Linked DNA regions of Oryctolagus cuniculus: region 2 is linked to region 1. The links are chromatin contacts, called in public Micro-C maps. All regions are on one chromosome and are shown on one strand. Each heading gives the region's core, a stretch centred on a gene start, on an enhancer-like site or on the middle of the called end of the contact. The rest is flanking DNA. Distances are from core to core; before and after follow the strand shown.

Region 1 (5,020 bases), core at 716-3,215:
CCTCAATGATCTCATGGTCCTTTCCTGGGAAGACACTAACATCATTACCCCTCTTGCTTCCAATGCCCATGAGGCATAGCGGAGGGTTCCGATAGGATGTATCTTAAAAGCTTACCCACTATTTGGAGGGCTCCTTTAAGAACAAGCATACAAGCTTGATAGATAAACACACAATTAGATGCAGGGCCTTGGGAGGAGCTTGTGCAAGCCAGGGCCCCGGCAGCTTAAGCCTCATTAGCTTCATGGGCAATTGACCTCCGATCAAACATGTCTGCATATGTCTTAAGCTCCAATTATAGACATATGCAAGTTATTTCCCATGGGGTTCTTCAGCCTTAGGCTAATCAGGGATGTGGTTGATTCCTGTGTAAGTCGACCTGTGCGTTGCAAAGTTGGAGACACTGGTTTGCCCCGAACCTGGCAATGGGGGCAGGGCTACCGACTCCAGCACCCGGAGGCTGTTTTGACCCAGCTAAAGCACTCAGTTACTTATCTGTGGCCTTGATTTCTTCCCCAAGTTATGCTTTCCCGAAATCTCTTGCCCTAGGTGCATACCAACAGTCAATTTACAAGTAACACTTATTCCTGTTTCTTTACATCAAGGACAACATCTGATGACCCAATTTTAGCACTAACATTCAGGAAAAATAAAAGTGCCTTTAAAAATCATTAGGGTAAGGGCAATTTTCACATGTATCATTTAAGTGCTTGCTTGACAAAGACTACACGTGGGGTAGCACTTTGTTGTTTCTTCTGTGCCTTTTGGAAATCGTAATTTCCTATGTATTTTTTTTTAAAAAGATTTATTTATTTATTTGAAAGTCAGTTACAGAAAGAGAGAAAGAGAAAGAGAGAGAGAGAGCTTTCATCCACTGGTTCACTCCCTAGATGGCCAAAACGGCCAGAGCTGCGCCAATCTGAAACCAAGAGCCAGGAGCTTCTTCCAGGTCTCCCACGTGGGTGCAGGGGCCCAAGGACTTGGGCCATCTTCCACTGCTTTCCCAGGCCATAGCAGAGAGCTGGATGGGAAGAGGAGCAGCCAAGATTCGAACCGGTGCCCATCTGGGATGCTGGCACTGCAGGCCGGGGCTTTACCCGCTACGCCACAGCGCCGGCTCCTCTAGTTTGTTTTGAAGGTGCATTATGGACAGGACTGGTCTTAAAAAATATACCGGCTCCCTCAACAAACAGTCCCGAGTCAAGTAAAACGACTTGGCCATGGAATTGGGGGAAGTTACTAAGATGAGGGAAGAGGGACCCCCTCACAAAGGTTAAATTAGACTCGCAACACCTGAGCTACAAGGGGCATCAATGAGGCGTGAGCAGCCGCCGCCAAAGGCACGAGGGGTCCCTCAAGATCCGCCGGGCACAACATTTCAAGGGGACACACAGATGAACAGAACGCGCCCGGTTCTCGAAACACCCCCCTACACACACACACACACCAGGAGCTGAAGCAGCCCCGGGGTATTCTCGACACCAAAGCAGCCGCGAGGCCGGGAGCGACCTGGAGCCACCGGAAAGGATTTTCCGCGTCTGGATGACCATTCAGATTTGGGGAAGGCTCTTGCATTGCAGTATAGAATGAGGGCTGTCCCCTCCCGGCGCGCCCCGCCCGCCCTCCACCACAGCGGCTGCGCGGCGTGGCTGCCCCGTCCCCACGTGATCGCCGTCACTGCCTCCGGGAAGCGCGAGCGGCCATCATAAGTCCTGGCAGCCGGGTCGAGCCGGCCTCCCTCCTCCCCTCCATCGGGGCAGCGGTGGCGCGCTGGGGTTTGCTGTATCGGTCCCGGCTGGTCAGTGAAGCCGCGGGCCCCCACGAGCACGGCGAGGAGCCGAGGCCTGCGAACGCCAGGGCGGGCAGACTGACCGGCGGGCCGCCCAGGTGTCGGCACGGCGGGGGCGGTGCCCCGCCGCGTCCCCGCCCCTCGCAGGCCAGCGCCCGAGGCCCCGCGGCCCGTGCCCGTTTCCAGTATGGCCGCCCGCCGTGCTTGACCCGCGGCCTCTCTGCTCCGGCTTCTCGTAGGCGATGCTGAGGCCGCGGCCGTGACTGACACTCTCGCTCACACGCACGCACGGACCTGGTCCCACGCTAGGAGCCCGAGCCCTGGGCCCCGGAACAGCTCTCGCCTCCGGCACCGCAGCTAGAACCCGGACCACGGCTCCCGCGCCGCAGCCTCGCCGAGAAGGGCCGCGCCGGACGTCGAGCGCGGCGGCCCCGGGCCGGCAGGGATGGGGAAGCGGGCGGGAGAAGGAGCAGCAGGAGCCGCCGCCGCCGCCTCCGCGTCCGCCGGGGCCGGGCTGGAGCCCGCGGCCGGCCGCAGCGGGAGTCCTCGGAGCGCGGCCGCCGGCTTCTTGGGAGCGCTGCACCTGGTGATGAGCCTGGTCGTGGCGGCGGCGCGGGCCGAGAAGGAAGGTGGGTGTCGGGCGGCCGGCATCCCGGGCCCCGCGGCGCGGCCGGGCTGTCACCGCGTCGTGGCGGAGGCCGCCGCCGCCGCGGGGCTGCGGCGGGAAGTTGCTGGGTCGAGCCCGGTGCGGAGCCGAGATCTCGCGCGTGGGGTGCCGACTGGCGGTCTCCGCCGCGCGGGCGCCCCGGGATTCCGTCTCGTCTCTTCCCCGGTGTCCTGTCAGTGCCGTTTCAAAACTTCCCGAGTCGGCTCGCTCTGCAGGAGGGGCACGTTTGGTGCTGATAGGTAGATTTTGGGACCCTTCTCTTTTGTTAGGGGCCGTTTTCATAACGGCGTGCAGCTAGCTCTCCCTTTAAAATGTCGTTGTAAGAATAGCCGAGACCCGTGGGAAGGCTCCAAACACAGCTTTTGAAATTTTACTTTGAATTTGCTCAAGCGTTTCTTGGAGGGGAATTCTGTTTCCTTGGCTTCCTCCCGATCGCTTTGTAGTATTGATGATTGTTTAGGGGATGATTCGTTAGCTCCCACTGCAATCCCATTCAACTTTCTCGTACACTATGCAAACGTGTTTCCGTTTCTTATTTATTTGAAGGTCTGTAGTTCAGCGCCTTTAACTTTGATGTGAAAGATTTTGAGAACAGATATCAAGTTGCTAGCTTGCAAAGCTTTGTATGTTACTTAAAGTTCAGAGCTGGCAGTGTTTTTAAAACTGTAGTATCTAGTATCTTGACAGGGTCAGAAATTATTTAGTAATATTGAAGACCAAATCTGTGTGATTTCGTGGGGAGAAATGTGAGTGGTCTGAGAGCCTTCCCGAAGAATTCACTGAAAGTGAAGAGTCTTTTAAAAAAAAAAAAAAGGCAGAACTTGTTGGTAAATTACCTCTATAATTTCCTGCCAAGTTAGAGTTGATGCTTGATTTCATAGGGAAAGTCACTTTTCATTGTTACTAAATGCAAACCAGGTTCATGTTAAAATGTAAACATGCTTCAGTTTCTTTCCTTTTTTTGTTTTTGTTCAAAGCATTGCAGTGTCTTTTTTAAGGCGCACTCACCTGAGTCTGGGTTACCGCAGGTGGAAATTATTCACAGAATTGCCATTGCTATAGAAAGGACTGATTGACAGAAAGTCATTTTCAGAATAAAACCTTGCCGCTTTTCTGGGCATGTGTGGTTCATAGTTGGTTGTGGATCTGCAGTTGGTTGAATGTTCTCTGTGTGGCCATGGCACGCAGTGTTTTGGCTAGTGGTGGGTGTCCAGTAAGTCCCAAATAATGCAGAGAATGTAATGGGCTTGTTTCTTTGAGCTTCAGGTAGGCCTCGGCAGGTATTGTGTCCTTGCTGTTCTGTTCCTTTGCTTGCCTCGCACTGTGCCAGACACACAGTAGGCACTTAACCATTGTCTGAGTGAATGACTTCCTGGGCCATTAGCACAGGGAAATGATAATGATTGAGTCTAGTAAAATATTCAGTTTGTGCTATCTTACTGCTGCTTATTTTTCCAACAGCCATCTTATATGATAATTCTCTGGGTACAGTTAAGTAAACAGACCTCATGTTTAAGAACTGTCAGCCTGGAAGGTATTTACTAATTTCCCGTGTGCTTGGTTTATAAGTTTTAGTGCTCTCATGCCCATGAATGTGGAAGGGCTTGGCGAGAAGAGCTGCCAGGGTGTTCAGTTTGAAAAGAAGTGGTTGAATCAGCCCGTGGTCCCGGCCGAATCGCAGAACCTTTGTGGCCCGTGCTGTATCTGCATGAACGTTGTGTATGCACCAAGTCATGATTCAAGATATGGATGGTGATGACACCAGTACAGAACCCAGGCCTCTGCCCGTCAGAGACAGATCTGGTTCCAATCAGAACTCCTGAAGGAATCTCCAGGAGTGGCCTGTGCTTCAGCTTGCGTGCTGATCAAATTGAAGTGTGGTTTTTATTTTGAGTAAGTAGGGGAAATGCAGCTGATTTTCTTACATGATAGTGGTGTCTAATGCCGTACAATGCATCATTTGCACCTAAAGAGTGCTGGTGTGTGTTTTCAGCAGGTCTGGACAGATTTCTGAAGATCTGCCCAGTTCAGTTTGAGTTTGTTCACTTACACCCTGAGGGTTTTTTATTTTGGGGGGGGGGGGGGGGAGGTTCTGTTTAGATGGTGTAAACTAGTTGAAATTTTCAAAGATTTACCTGTAGTTTTAATGATGGTTCTGTGAGTATTTTGTGTGTTCATATATTTTTCTTGCGTTGCCCTAGAGTTTCACCAGAAAATCTTCAAAACAGTATCGAACTCACTGTTCCCTAAAGAAAAACCGCAGAAAAAGCCGTATTACCTAACTCAGTTTTTCCACGTTTGGGCTAGGTGTGAACTTTGTTGAGTCAGACATGAGCCATTCCTTGCCTTAACATCCTATATGGCTTAACCTTTCTTTATCTTAACTTCTGTCTTAACTGATCTCTGTGGGTGTGTTATCTATCACTAGGCCAGAGGAAAGAGACCTTTGAGACTGTTTTGGCTAGGCCTTGAAGTTTATAAGGACTTTGAAAGAGTTGCCAGCAGTAGCTATAATTACTACAGATAAATAACTTATTCTGAAGTAGTGTCAGGATTCTTCTTGAGG
Region 2 (5,020 bases), core at 1,526-4,025, 84 kb after region 1:
CATTTACCTAGCTTTCATTTGGAAAAAGAGAAATCATGGTGGGCAGCTACTCCAGTTGGAGTCCATAATAATCTCCTTGGCCTGTTGAATCCTTTGTGACAAATACTGTAGAGTGTAGCACTCCTGTGCACACCAAGCCTTACCCAGTTCGCTTTGCTGAGGTAGACACCGCCTTCTCTGCTTCCTGCTTATGGAGGTGGGCTGGATCTCCACCAGAGTTTTGTTTGGATATCAAGACATGATGTCAGACATGCACGCACACCAAGAGGGTATGAAAGGTTTATTACACAGATATTTCTCAATTTATAATGGGATTACATTCTTATCAATCCGTTGTAAGTTAAGTGTCAGGAATGCATGTAGTGCACCTCACCCACCAAACATCCTATCTTAACCTAGCCTACCTTAAACATGCTCAGAACACTTAATGTTAGCCTGGAGTTGGGCAAAATCATGTAACACAAAGCCCATTTTAGTCTAAAGTATTGAGTGTCACATAACTTATTAAATAAGAGTACCTTAGCCAAAGAACGCTGGCAACAGAGAGCTCTCTGGAGTATGTTGTTTGTCATTGGGATTGTGGGGCTGACTGGGAACAGCCGCTGCCCAGCATCACGGGAGAGAATTGTACCACATACTGCTAGCCTGGGAAAAAATCCAAATTCAACATTGGAAATATGGTTTCTGCTGAATGCATATCGCTTTCACATTGGCATGAGTCAAACCATTGAAAGTCAGGGGCCATCTGTGCCCACGTAATGAAGCTATCTAGAGAGGCCTTGGCAGGCCTCCAAGTAGGTCTGAAAAATGGCTCCAGAGAGCAGAAAAAAGAGACTGGCTCGGCTTTTAGTGTGATTAAGGGTTGAAACAGGCACTCCCACCAGGGCAGGGGAAGGCTTTTGTTGTTGACTTCTTCAGGTGAGGGGGCATCAGTGGGGCTTGAGAGCTCTCAGTGGTCAAATAGGAAAACCAGAATTAGATTCATTCCCACTCATGGTGTCCTCTTGCAGGGCCTTTTAGTAAGGATGCAACTAGGATGTCCCTCTATCCTTTCTTGACCCTCTCACCACTATAATCATCCACACTATCCTCTAGAACTTACTTCACAGTCAACTGATCAGATTAACTTCCTTCAAAAAGAGTTGTCTTTGTTTTTATCCTTTTTGTTGAAGCTTATTCTTTAATTCTACCTTTATTCTCTCTTGCTGCCTTGGTCTCCCTCCCCTCTTTCCTCCTCTCCTCTCTTATCCCCTCCTTTTTCCTTCTCTGTAACAGCTCACTGGGGAAATCTGGGCCTTCCCACCTCCCCTCCCTCCCTCTCGCCACCCTCACTGATTTATGCCCATGCAATGCAGTTAATTGCTTTTCAGTCTCCATGACAACTTTTTTCAAACATATATTGCAGACTATAAAAGATGCTTTGGGTGGAAAGTTGGTTTACTGAATTCTTTCATTTGTATAATTACTAAGTGTATAAAATCTTAGTTTCATATTTAAAGTGTAAAATGGCTACTTACTGACTTAGAAAATGGACTGTCACTAAAAGTGGAAGTCTTTATTCTCAGAGTAAATTCAGTTTATGAAGGCATTTCTCCCTAATGGCATTTTGGTATTCAGAGAAAATTAGGTAGGCCCTCCTTTTTTAAAAGGAGGCCACTTAGCTTTTCCGTTTCTATTCTGCGAGCAGTTTTTCCACCAACACCTCAGCTCAGCCTGTGGTCTAAAATGTGTTTGAGGGGATGGTAGGATTTTGTGGTATTTGAGTGGTACAAAGTACTGCCTATTGATTTGGCCCAGCTTCCTGCCAAAAGCTGAGTTTAACAGAGTGCTGTGTCACTGTCATTCATAAGGTTTGTCTCAGGGCAGTTGCTAAGCCATCTCTTCAGCTGTTTCCCAGCATTGCAGTGTCATCTTTCTGTGAGATAGGAAACTTGCCATTGACCGCAGAATTGCAGTTTGCTTTCCAAGCTGGTCTCTAGTTCATAGCTGCTTCTTCCTAATTCTTGTGGGCCTCAGACTGCTCTAAAATATGGGCAGTCAGTAGTTCTGCTGCAGCAGCAGAGAACAGCTGTTCCCTTGCTTCAACTTGCTTTATCTAAAAATACTTCACACTGTCCCCTTTGGCCCTCCTTCTGTCTTTGGAGCAGCCGATAATGGAAACAAACAGGACCAGCAACCAGCACTGGCTGGCATTTAGAAATCTTTGTTTTATTTTTAAATTTTACCTGTCCAGCCAAACAGTCACACGGACTACTTATGATAGGAATAATTCCTGGCCTCCACTGCGCCTACACACATCTCTCACTTAATCTAATCTAGATGTTGCTGAAAAGGATTTTGAACTTGAAATTAAGGTCCCAATATAGGTGACCTTTCAGATAGGGAGATTATCTGGGTGGACCAGATCTAACCCGCGAATCTTTTGAGTCTGGCAATAGCAGTCAAAACAGAAATGCTGGAGCTTTGAAGCGCAATAAGTATTTCATGCAAGGAAGTTTCTTTGTGCTGGCTTTGGAAATGGCAAGAGACTGAGAGCAGTCTGAATTTTGCCAGCAACCCGAATGAATACACTGTGTGTTTATAAGCAGACACATGCTTTCCATGTTCTGTGCTCCTGTCACCAGGGGAGGGGAGGAGGGGCCAGGGCGTGCTGTTTTTAATGGGACTGTGAGCTTCCAGGGGTGTGGACTGCCCTGAGCTAGAGGATGCCTACTCTGAGCAGACACACCCAGCCCGCAGACACCTTCCCTCTGTCCACATTACGCCAGCTGTCTTTGAACAGCACAGTGGATGACCCTTGCTCTAGAAGGGGTGGCCCAAGACCTTTGCTCTTTGATCTCCAGAAGAAACAGCAAGGCCAGCCTCAGCAGCTTTGCAAGTCAGACCTGACAATCCCGGCTCTTACAATCTTCCTGCTTTTCTCCTTACCCCAAAGGAAACATTTGACCATCTCCAGGCCTGCCTTTTTCATCTGAGCTGAGATCGATTGCGCTAAGATCAAGTAGGCAAAACATCAAGAATGAATTCACAGGAAAATGACTGATTGCCAGTTAGCCTACAATCTCTTTGAACTGTAAAAGAACATTTTTTAAGAGAGCACATAATTAGTGAGGATGTTTTCATTTCTGTGTACTGCTGTTCTACCCATATGTCTATAAAGCTTAAGGAAGAAAACTTTATCTTCTACATTAAATTTACACAGCTTCTCCCTGTAGCGTTGTGGCCACAGTTTGAGGCCCTGGCTGGACTTACACCAACGTAAGTGTGTTGTGTCACACAGCAGTTGTGTCAGGGTCCTGTGTTCCCACCTGGGATCACTGAGCCTGGTGGTTAAGGACTCTAGCTCCAGAGAGAGTCTCCACCAGAGGCAACAAGGATTCGTAGGTTGGGTACTTGTTGTTTGAGGAGTTCTGAAGACACTCAGCTTCCTGTTCCTTGGCCCCAAGTGTGTCCTCTCAAACCTGCTTGGGGTCTGCCTCTGTTGCTGTCTCAGCACCTAAACCTGGTTTCACCTTTTTCACCCCCCCCCCCCCATCTGTCTGTCAAACCACAGAATGATTGTGACTCTCACGGTAGCTGGGCTGTATGCCACGGAGTGAGGCGCTGTTGGACAGTGGTGTCTCCCTCAGCAGCGCACTGACCCAGGACTTTGGAGGGCCAGAGGGAGCAGCTGGAGGAGAGCACGCCTCAGAGCAGATGGCCCTCGGCTCCGTACCCTGCAGGTTTTTCTGCTGTTCTTGGCTGAAAGCGCAGGCTCTGGCGGTCTCGAGGCGAACATGGAAGGAAGTGGAGAAGAATAGAATTGGGAAGCCTTCCTCTACCTCAGTCCCTCTTTGTCAGCTCAAGCTGCCTTTCACCCCTCACTTCCCCAAACCCACCAGCTCAGCGCAGTCTTCATTTCCCCAATGGGTTTCTCACCATTTTTTAGTTACTCCCTGAGTCAGTAGCTCCCTCTGACTCTGACTTTTTCCAGCATTGTTGGTGGGGGGCGGGGGCAGAGGTGGAAGAGGAAAGCAGAAGAGCCAGCGTGTAAAGCCTTGATTCATTTTCTTAAACTACGAGAATCATCAGCTGTTCACTATTTTCTCAGCCTTCCCAAGTGACTGAATTGAAGAAAAGATAGGGGCATAAAACTTCTTAAAAGACAAAAGTTTGGTGGACACTTGAACTCTGCATTTTCAACTGCTTAGAATTTTTTTTTTTTTAAGATTTTGTTTATTTGAGAGGCATAGTTAGAGAGAAAAAGGTCTTCCATCTGCTGGTTCACTCTCCAAGTGGCCACAACAGCTAGAGTTGGACCAATCCAAAGCCAGAAGCCAGGAGCTTCTTTGGGTCTCCCACGTGGGTGAAGGGGCCCAAGGACTTGGGCCATCTTCCAGTGCTTACCCAGGCCACAGCAGAGAGCTGGATCAGAAGAGATGCAGCCAGGACACCAGCGCCCATAACGGATGCTGGTACTGTAGGCAAAGCCTTAGCCTACTACGTTACAGCACCGGCCCCTCAACTGCCTAGAATTTGAAGTCTATGCACAAACCTTGAACTTGAATTACAAAACATATACAATTTCAAAAAACATGGACCCGAATGGCTGCATGAAGAGAGGACCTTAAGAAAAAGTTATGTGGGAGACGTTCTCTCTTTGCCCCATCTTCTGCGAGGATGAAGACTGTTCTCAGAAATCAGACTGTTGGGCAGGTGCCGTGGCTCACTTGGTTAATCCTCCACTTGCAGCACCGGCATCCCTTATGGGTGCCGGGTTCTAGTCCTGGTTGCTCCTCTTAAAGTCCTGCACTCTGTGGAGGATGGCCCAGGTGCTTGGGCTCCTGCACCTGCATGGGATACCAGGAGGAAGCACCTGGCTCCTGGCTTCGGATTGGCACAGTGCTGGCCGTAGCGGCCATTTGGGGAGTGAACCAACAGAAGGAAGACCTTTCCCTCTCTCTCTCACTCTCTCACTCTCTCACTCTCTCACTCTCTCACTCTGTCTATAACTCTACCTGTCAAATAAAAAAAAGAAAAG

What was found. Hi-C and Micro-C count contacts between places; a contact is called where the count stands out from the background.
Region 2: a contact with region 1 is called in a Micro-C map of ear pinna, with 2.8 times the contacts expected there. The contact joins the enhancer-like site here to the promoter of TMEM131 in region 1. A contact is called at or near these places in 5 of 6 Hi-C or Micro-C datasets (ear pinna, embryonic fibroblasts, psoas muscle and 2 more).

Annotation. Positions count from the first base shown.
Region 1 is chr2:110,443,874-110,448,893 of mOryCun1.1, forward strand. TMEM131 (transmembrane protein 131) reads left to right here and starts at 1,966. Exons shown (of 41, transcript XM_017339810.3): 1 at 1,966-2,416. The coding sequence starts at 2,233. LOC138848554 (a long non-coding RNA gene) reads right to left here and starts at 1,628. Exons shown (of 2, transcript XR_011386478.1): 1 at 1,446-1,628.
Region 2 is chr2:110,526,931-110,531,950 of mOryCun1.1, forward strand. The region is part of intron 4 of TMEM131 (transmembrane protein 131); the gene reads left to right. Among named protein-coding and RNA genes, the nearest start is that of TMEM131, 84 kb to the left of the region's middle. Within about 2 kb of position 2,776, at least 3 of the 8 cell types and tissues checked have an H3K27ac peak or open chromatin away from gene starts, as enhancers often do.